Regions from separate parts of the Gossypium hirsutum genome. Here region 2 is linked to region 1. A link is a contact called in public Hi-C data. All regions are on one chromosome and are shown on one strand. The core of a region is the stretch at or near the end of the contact, and the rest is flanking DNA. Distances in the headings are between cores, read along the strand shown.

Region 1 (3,837 bases), core at 492-2,991:
AAACATTCTAAAGAAAATTTAACAAGAAAAAGAAGCACAAGGCTCAACACAAAGTTGGAATGGAAAAGGAAGGGGAACGGAAAAGGAAAGTTTTTTAGTCACCAAAAACATTCAAGTACAGCGTAAACGACATAAACCTTCCCCACTGTATTCCCAAAAAATCAGAATAATAAGTTAATAATCTGGTTGTACCAGTAGAGTTTGGTTTTCTATTTGCAAGTTTCTTAAAGTAATTTCACTTGATGCAAGCCCATGTTTAGCTCTGATCTCATAATGATGCTCCAAGTAATTTCAACAAATAACTTAACCGAAAGAAATCCTAATATATCAATTGTCATTAACATTCTGGCAACTCTACCCCTCAATCCAGCCTATCCCTGGTGATCAAAATCCAATTCAGCTTGTAACTGTCCTTCAGTACCAAAAGCAATTCTGTCCAGAAGGATCTATAACTGCTAGCAACATCTGATTCAAATAAATTCTCAAAAGAACATGATTTGCAGTGATATCCTAAATAGTGAATGTGCATAAGACTACAGAACAGAGCATATATTCCGATAAAATAGAGGATGTGAAGGACAGAGTTTTCCATTAGAAAGCTTACACTATCTGCACCTGACTGTTGTTCAAACTGCCGCAAGTACTTAGGATTAACATGTATGCCATGTGTTGGACGAGGTGATTCAGAAGACTGCAAGGAAGTTACTCCAGAAGATTGTTGGTTCCCCGTTTGAGAAAACTGCAGTTGCATCTCGATTTTATGTAGTACGGAAGGCGGAAAAACTGTTGACCATGTGCCAAATAGATGTCGCATTGCAGGATGCAAGTTAGGATTAACTTGCCTGTATGCCTCACAAAATACCTAAGAATGAAAAATAAAATAAGATAATTTATATCAAGCTAATAGCAAAGAAAAGAACTTCATCAAAAAGGTTGGCAATGACTCACCTCTGGCAAACGGGAAGAGAAATACCTAACATATTCTCGGCCAATATTTTTTACAATGCTATCTAATAGATATAACGAAGGAAGTTTTTGCTCTACTGGAACCTGAAAGCAATAAATTTGAAATTAAATTTTTAAATGTTCAAATTACTTGGCAGGTGCAACGGAAAACCTAATTTTAACTAACCTCAATAATTCGTGCGCAAATAGCATCGGCAATGCCTTCGCCGTGCTCTCGCTGTTCACCGGCAATGATCGTGAGATCAGTAATTATGGGCTTCGAATTGAAAGTTAGTTCCGATAATACAACCTCGTAAAGCTGAACAATCTCCTCCGTAGTCGGCGTTGCCCCATCATCATCAGCAACACCACCGGAAACCCTGAGCTCATCTTCCCGTTGCTTCAATAGAGCCTTGAACCGTTCCGATATCGACGGTAGTTGCTTTTGGGCTAGTTCATTGGATATGGCCATGCTGCTATTGCTACTGTTGCTATTGGTTTAGGAAAAAGATGAAAATTTTCTAGGGTTTTCTCGGGAAAGTAGGATTTTCTCTGATTCCATACATGTATCAGAGAAAAAGTAGCCGAAACGGTAAAGGTATTAGGGCTTGCGGCCCATCGTGAATCGATGCTGATTAAATTAGGGTTTTTGTTGCCAGCATCGAACAATAAACAGATGCTGTTTTAGTGTGTTACAAATACGAGAGTCTGGTACTTTTCGTTTTCCCTTTTTTTCTTTATTTTTTTTCGCTGAGATGAGGGAAGATAATAATTATTAAAAAAAAAAAGGACTTCCTAGATTTGGTTTAATCCACGGTTGAAATAAAATGAAGTTTTTTATGGTAATATGGGGCCCACAAGATTCCCATTGACGTGGAGGCTTTTAAGAAGCTTAGATGCTCTGATTTCCCGTGAGCAGGGATACAGAGAATAATACTAAATCTAATGGTCAAGTAATTGTTGAAAGAATCCCACGGTTATTATCGCTTGAAAACTTTTCTTTTTAAAGTTTTTTACAGTTACAAATGGAATACAATAATAAGCTCGAGTTAGTAATTATAAAATGTAGCAGGCGAATAATTAAAAATAATTAGGCAAAACTGAAAAGAATTTAAACAAAACTCATACATCATTTATATACATAAAATTAAAGACCCACACATTATAATTACACATAACGTGATTAAAATTTAAATGCTCAAATACTCAAAGCATCCGCCTTAACCAACAATGCCAAGACATCATTAGCTTATCGCTTAAAAACTTAATAGAAAAGGTACACAAATAACATATCAATCTTATACTCATACAATAATATAAAATCATACATTGTTTAAGGTTTTTTTAATAAGTAACATGGGTAAAGATTATCCAAGAATCAAATTCGGAATTATTGTCAATTGAAGAATCAGGGGCAAATTACACATAAAAATCTATTTTTTTTAAATTTACCTAAATGGGCCCGATAAATAATTATTTACCGGAATGGGCCCATTTCTCCGAAAGCGCACCCACGTCAGCGCGATGTCAGGGTACGTGACAGGAAAACGCGTCCCTGAGGAAGCGTTTTGCCCGTTTTTGGGTTTTAGGATTTAGTGTTTAGGGTTTAGGGTTTAGGATTAAAAATTAAATAAATAAGTGATTAGAGTTTAGGGTTTAGGTGTTCATGGCCAAGCAGGGCCTAGTTAGGGCCGGGCCCAAAAAATTTTTGGCCCGCTTCCTAGGCCTGGGGTCGGCCCGGCCCAAATATGAGCCTGGAATTTTGTCTAGGCCTGGCGCGAGAAAAAATTTCTAAGCCCGAGCCCGCCCCGCTCCGCCCCATTATTTAATAAACACCAAAAAAATACTTTAAATATAAAAAGAATAAAAAAAAGTATTTTAAAAATATTTTAAAATTAAAGAATAAAAATTATTTATTTATTATATATTCGGGCCAGGCCATGCCGAACTCGAGCCAAAAAAGTGGTGCCCGAGGCTCGGCCCGTTTTCTAAACGGGCCTCGCTTTTTTGCCCAAACCCATATTTCGGGCCTATATTTTTACCCGAACCCTCCTATATTTTTTGTCCGGCCCATGAACACCTCTAGTTTAGGGTTTGTCAATTAAATTATTTATAAATTTTTCATAATTGGATTAGAAAAATCAATTAAATTAGTGTTTAGGGTTACTTGAGTAATTTAATTAAAAAATTTTAAAAATTAGATTAGGGTTAGGGTTTAGAGTGTTTTTAAGTTAAGGGGTTTTAAGGAAAAATTAAATAAATTAGGGTTTAGAGTTTAAGGTTTATCAATTAAATTATTTATAAATTTTTCAAAATTGGATTAGTTTTCATGTTTATTATTTTTTAAGAAAAAATCGATTAAATTAGGGTTTAGGGTTACTTGAGTAATTTAATTAAAAAAATTTAAAAATCAGATTAGGGTTAGGGTTAAGGTTAAGGTTTAGGGTGTTTTTAAGTTAGGGTTTAGGGGTGGGGGGTTTTATAGTTTTTTTTTTACCGTTGGGGGGTTCACCAACGGTCAAAAAATAGCCGTTGCACTGTTCACGCGCGGGGAAAACGCGTCCCCTGGGACGCGCTGACGTGGCAAGAAAAAGCATCCACGTCAGGGCGCTTTATGTCCACGTCGACAAAGCGCGCCCTTGAGGACACGTTTTCCTGTCACGTACCTTGACATCGCGCTGACGTGGACGCGTTTTCTCGGTATGGGCCCATTCTGGTAAATAACTATTTACCGGGCCCATTTCGATAAATTTTAAAAAATAGGGCTTTTTTTGTAATTTGCCTAAGAATCAGCCACCTACTGTTCAATTGACATTTTATTTAAAATTTTTATTATTTGCTTTTTTTATATATTTCAATTTTTTAAAAAAAAGGTTGAATTATACAAATGAC
Region 2 (3,837 bases), core at 858-3,357, 190 kb after region 1:
TGTACATTTAAAGTTAATGGTTAAAGGGTCTTTTTGATGCATTTTATATTTTTTATGATTTTTATAAAATTTTATATTTTTTACAGTTTCTATAAAAAATTCTAATTTTTAACGAAATTTAAATATTTTTAATTAAAATTTAATAATTTTTATGATATTTTAATAATTTTTTTGCCACATGTCATGCCGTGGTTGTGTCATAGGGTTGACTTTAACTAGAAAAAAATTAAGAGCAATTAACTTTAACGTTCAACTATTAAAGTTAACGACTAAAAAGTCTTTTTGATGCATCTTTACAATTCATGTACTCAACTGAGTGCAAAAAAAAAAGAGACCTTAATTGTTTTCTTTTTAAAGTTTAAAGATCTTTTTAATACATTAAACCAAAAATTCAAATACTTAATTAAGTGAAAAAAAATTAGAAGCTTAATTACATTTTTGGAATGTTGAATTTGGTTTATGCTTCTAATTTATTTATTTATTAATTATTTACAAAGATAATAATTGAAAAATACTTTATTAATTTAATAATTTAAAACTATAAATAGAAGGAACGTCATTTAGTATATGAATTTTTTTCTTTTACACTATAAGAATATGTTAATTTAATCTGTATAATTTAAATTATAACATAATTTGGTCTCTGTATTTTTATAATGTTATTAGTTAAACCAAATAATTAATATAGTTAACTTTTCTATTATAATGTTACATGGTTATATATAATTTGAATGCCTTAAGAATCATGTATGTGTTTGCCTTTGTTGTAGGGGTGAGTATTCAATCAAGTCGAGCCATATCAAGTCAAAAAATTTCGAGTTGACGAATCCTATTTTAGCAACCGGATTCAATTTGAATTTTTTTTAATCAAATCGAGTCGAGTTAACTAATCTTATTATTTATACTCAATGTTGCATGTACATGGACCGATTATTTAACTAGTAGACGAAGTATAAGATTATTTAACTACATAAACAATATAATAATTTTGCCTTTTAATTTAATAGGTAAACATTAATCAAAACAATGTAGTTTTGACTTTTAACTTAATGGTTTGACTTTTAACTTTAGAAAAGGTAAACATTTATCAAAATGATGTAGTTATGCCTTTTTTTATTCGGATTTTTAAATAACTTGAATTTTGTAATTCATATTCGAGTTGAACCGAAAAATTTAATTTTTTATTCGAGTTGATTCGAATAACTCAATTAACTCGAACTATTTAATTCAAAATTTGAATTTTTTATTGAGTTTTTAGAATCGAATCGGATTTTGCTCACCTCTACTTTATTGACATTATAAATCAATGGTCAAATTTCAATTTTGATCCCCATACTATGCTGACACTTGGATTGAATCCATATACTTTAATTTTTTACGTAATTTGATCCCTCTACTTATATAGTGTCATTAGTCAGTCTAAATAGTTAATATTGTTTAATATTTCAATTACAATGCTAATGTCAATTTTCTCATAAGAACACTATTCCAACAAAAAAATTTATTATGACAAGTTCGAATAGATATTTTTAAGGAAAACAAATCCACATAAGCATTTTCAACGTTTCTATTTGTTTGTCGCACTAGTACAAAGTGATTTTTTTAAAAAAAATTTGAAAATATCACACCATTAAATTTAACAGAAGAATTTTAATGATAATAGCAGAATTTTAATGATAATAGCAATTGAACTTGAATTTTTAAAATTGAAATAAAACGACTAATTTCCTAAAAATAAAAATAGGGAGACTAAATTTCAAACTTGCGAAGATACTTATAGCTTATTTTAACTTTCAAATTTTGAAAACAAATAATTAACTAATGAGCTGCCAAATATTGTGTTAGGCTGTCAAAGCCCAAGATTGATATAGGCACAAATGTGGAAGGTGAACAAGGGTTTGCTTTTATGGACACGTTTAGTCCCCTGCATAGAACCAGTCTCTTTTAGCCAAGAAATTTGGGTCTTAATTTCCGGTCCTCAGAGCCCAGAGTCTGGTATCAGACATTTGTTCAAGCCTAACAAACCGCAGGTTCTGTTCTCTTAGGGCCCAATGTTACAATTCTCTTTCCTCTCTTTGTCTGCTTGTGTGTTTTTTTAGTATTTATTATGTTTTGTTGTTTGACTAATCTGGTCTGGTTAGGACAAAGTACTCTAAAACTCAATCTATCACACCGCGAAACGTAGCCGGTCGGAAAACCCAGACAGGCAAAAGATGAACAGAGAAGAGCTGGAGTGGTGTGTTTCGGTTCCAAAGGTTGAACTTCATGCTCACCTCAATGGTTCAGTTAGGAACTCTACTCTCTTGTGAGCTTCCTTTTATCCCTCTTTCCCCTCTCTTTTTTTTAACCTTTCAATTGTGCCCCCCCCCCCATCTTAATCATGAAGGTTAATTTAGATGTATTTTTGTTGACAGTGAACTTGCAAGAGTTTTGGGTGATAAGGGTGTCATTGTTTTCTCAGATGTGGAGAATGTTATAATGAAAGGTATATGTTTTTTAATGCTTTAGTCCTTTATTTCATTGCTTAAAAATCATTGAAGATCAAGAGAGGAAATACTGCACATTGTATTCTTGAGAACCCAAGAAAAAACATGAGCTTGACTACTTTGAGATTGGAATTTTTTATTGATTTAATTAATCCTTGCACATTTTAGGGAAATGGGGTTCCATTATATTGTGTAATTGTGTTCTGTATGTTAAAGATTGGTATTTAGGAGCTCCTATATTTCCTTTTTTCCGATTCAGACGACCGTACGCTACACGAAGTATTCAAGCTGTTCGACCTTATCCACATTCTCACTACTGATCACTCCACTGTTACAAGGATTACTAAAGAGGTAATGTAGTTTTCCACTCGAAGACTTTGTCTGTATTGATTCTTCTAGTTATTTGTTTCTATTTTTCGATCTACAGGTCATCGAAGATTTTGCTGCCGAGAATGTTGTATATCTAGAGCTTAGAACCACTCCTAAGGTACTTTCATTGCTATGTTTTAGTTTCTTGGTGGTTCGTTTTATATGCAGTTTTGAATAAATGGAAACATTGTACAGAGAAATGATTCCATAGGAATGAGCAAACGTTCGTATATGGATGCTGTGATGGAGGGTTTAAGAGCTGTCAGTTCGGTTGACGTTGATTATTCTCCCGCTGGTTTGAAGACCAATACATTTAACGGGTCTACGAGAAAGAAGATGTATGTAAGATTTCTTCTCAGCATTGATCGTCGTGAGAGCACTGAAGCTGCCATGGAAACTGTATGTTAAAGATTGCAGTTTGTGGAAAAAGCTTGTTATTTGTTCGATAAATGTCCTTATAGTTCCCTTATTTCTTTAGGTTAAGCTTGCACTGGAAATGAGGGATTTAGGTGTAGTTGGCATTGATCTCTCCGGAAACCCCATTGTTGGCAATTGGTACTCATATTTCCCTTATTTGTTCATGTGTTTTGAAGGTTATAATTATATCATAATTCTTAATTTTCTTTGCATCTGACATAGGTCTACATTCTTGCCTGCATTAAAATTTGCAAAGGAGCAGGGTCTCTATATCACTCTTCACTGCGGAGAGGTGCGTTTTTGTTGCTACTTCTCAAACTTGTCGTGCAACTAGTGTGTGCTATAGTATTTTAAATAACACCGACTTGTTTATTGTCATATCTTAGTGCTTGTAGGTACCTAACCAAGAGGAAATCAAAGCAATGATAGACTTCCTTCCACATAGGATCGGTCATGCTTGTTGCTTCGATGAGGAAAACTGGAGAAAGTTGAAATCAGCAAAAATCCCCGTAAGATATTTATCCCTTAGCACGGAGACAATTTACTTGATTGACTGATATCAAGT

The links. A called contact is a pair of places that touch in the nucleus more often than the background predicts.
Region 2: a contact with region 1 is called in a Hi-C map of leaf, with 2.3 times the contacts expected there. The contact joins the promoter of LOC107901944 here to the promoter of LOC107901935 in region 1. A contact is called at or near these places in 2 of 34 Hi-C or Micro-C datasets (leaf and petal).

What each region holds. Positions count from the first base shown.
Region 1 is chrD06:56,296,810-56,300,646 of Gossypium_hirsutum_v2.1, forward strand. LOC107901935 (polyadenylation and cleavage factor homolog 4) reads right to left here and starts at 1,742. Exons shown (of 7, transcript XM_016828120.2): 1 at 1,133-1,742; 2 at 949-1,050; 3 at 605-862. The coding sequence starts at 1,417.
Region 2 is chrD06:56,486,029-56,489,865 of Gossypium_hirsutum_v2.1, forward strand. LOC107901944 (N6-mAMP deaminase) reads left to right here and starts at 2,108. Exons shown (of 11, transcript XM_016828129.2): 1 at 2,108-2,305; 2 at 2,415-2,485; 3 at 2,746-2,837; 4 at 2,914-2,973; 5 at 3,051-3,254; 6 at 3,334-3,410; 7 at 3,495-3,564; 8 at 3,668-3,781. The coding sequence starts at 2,214.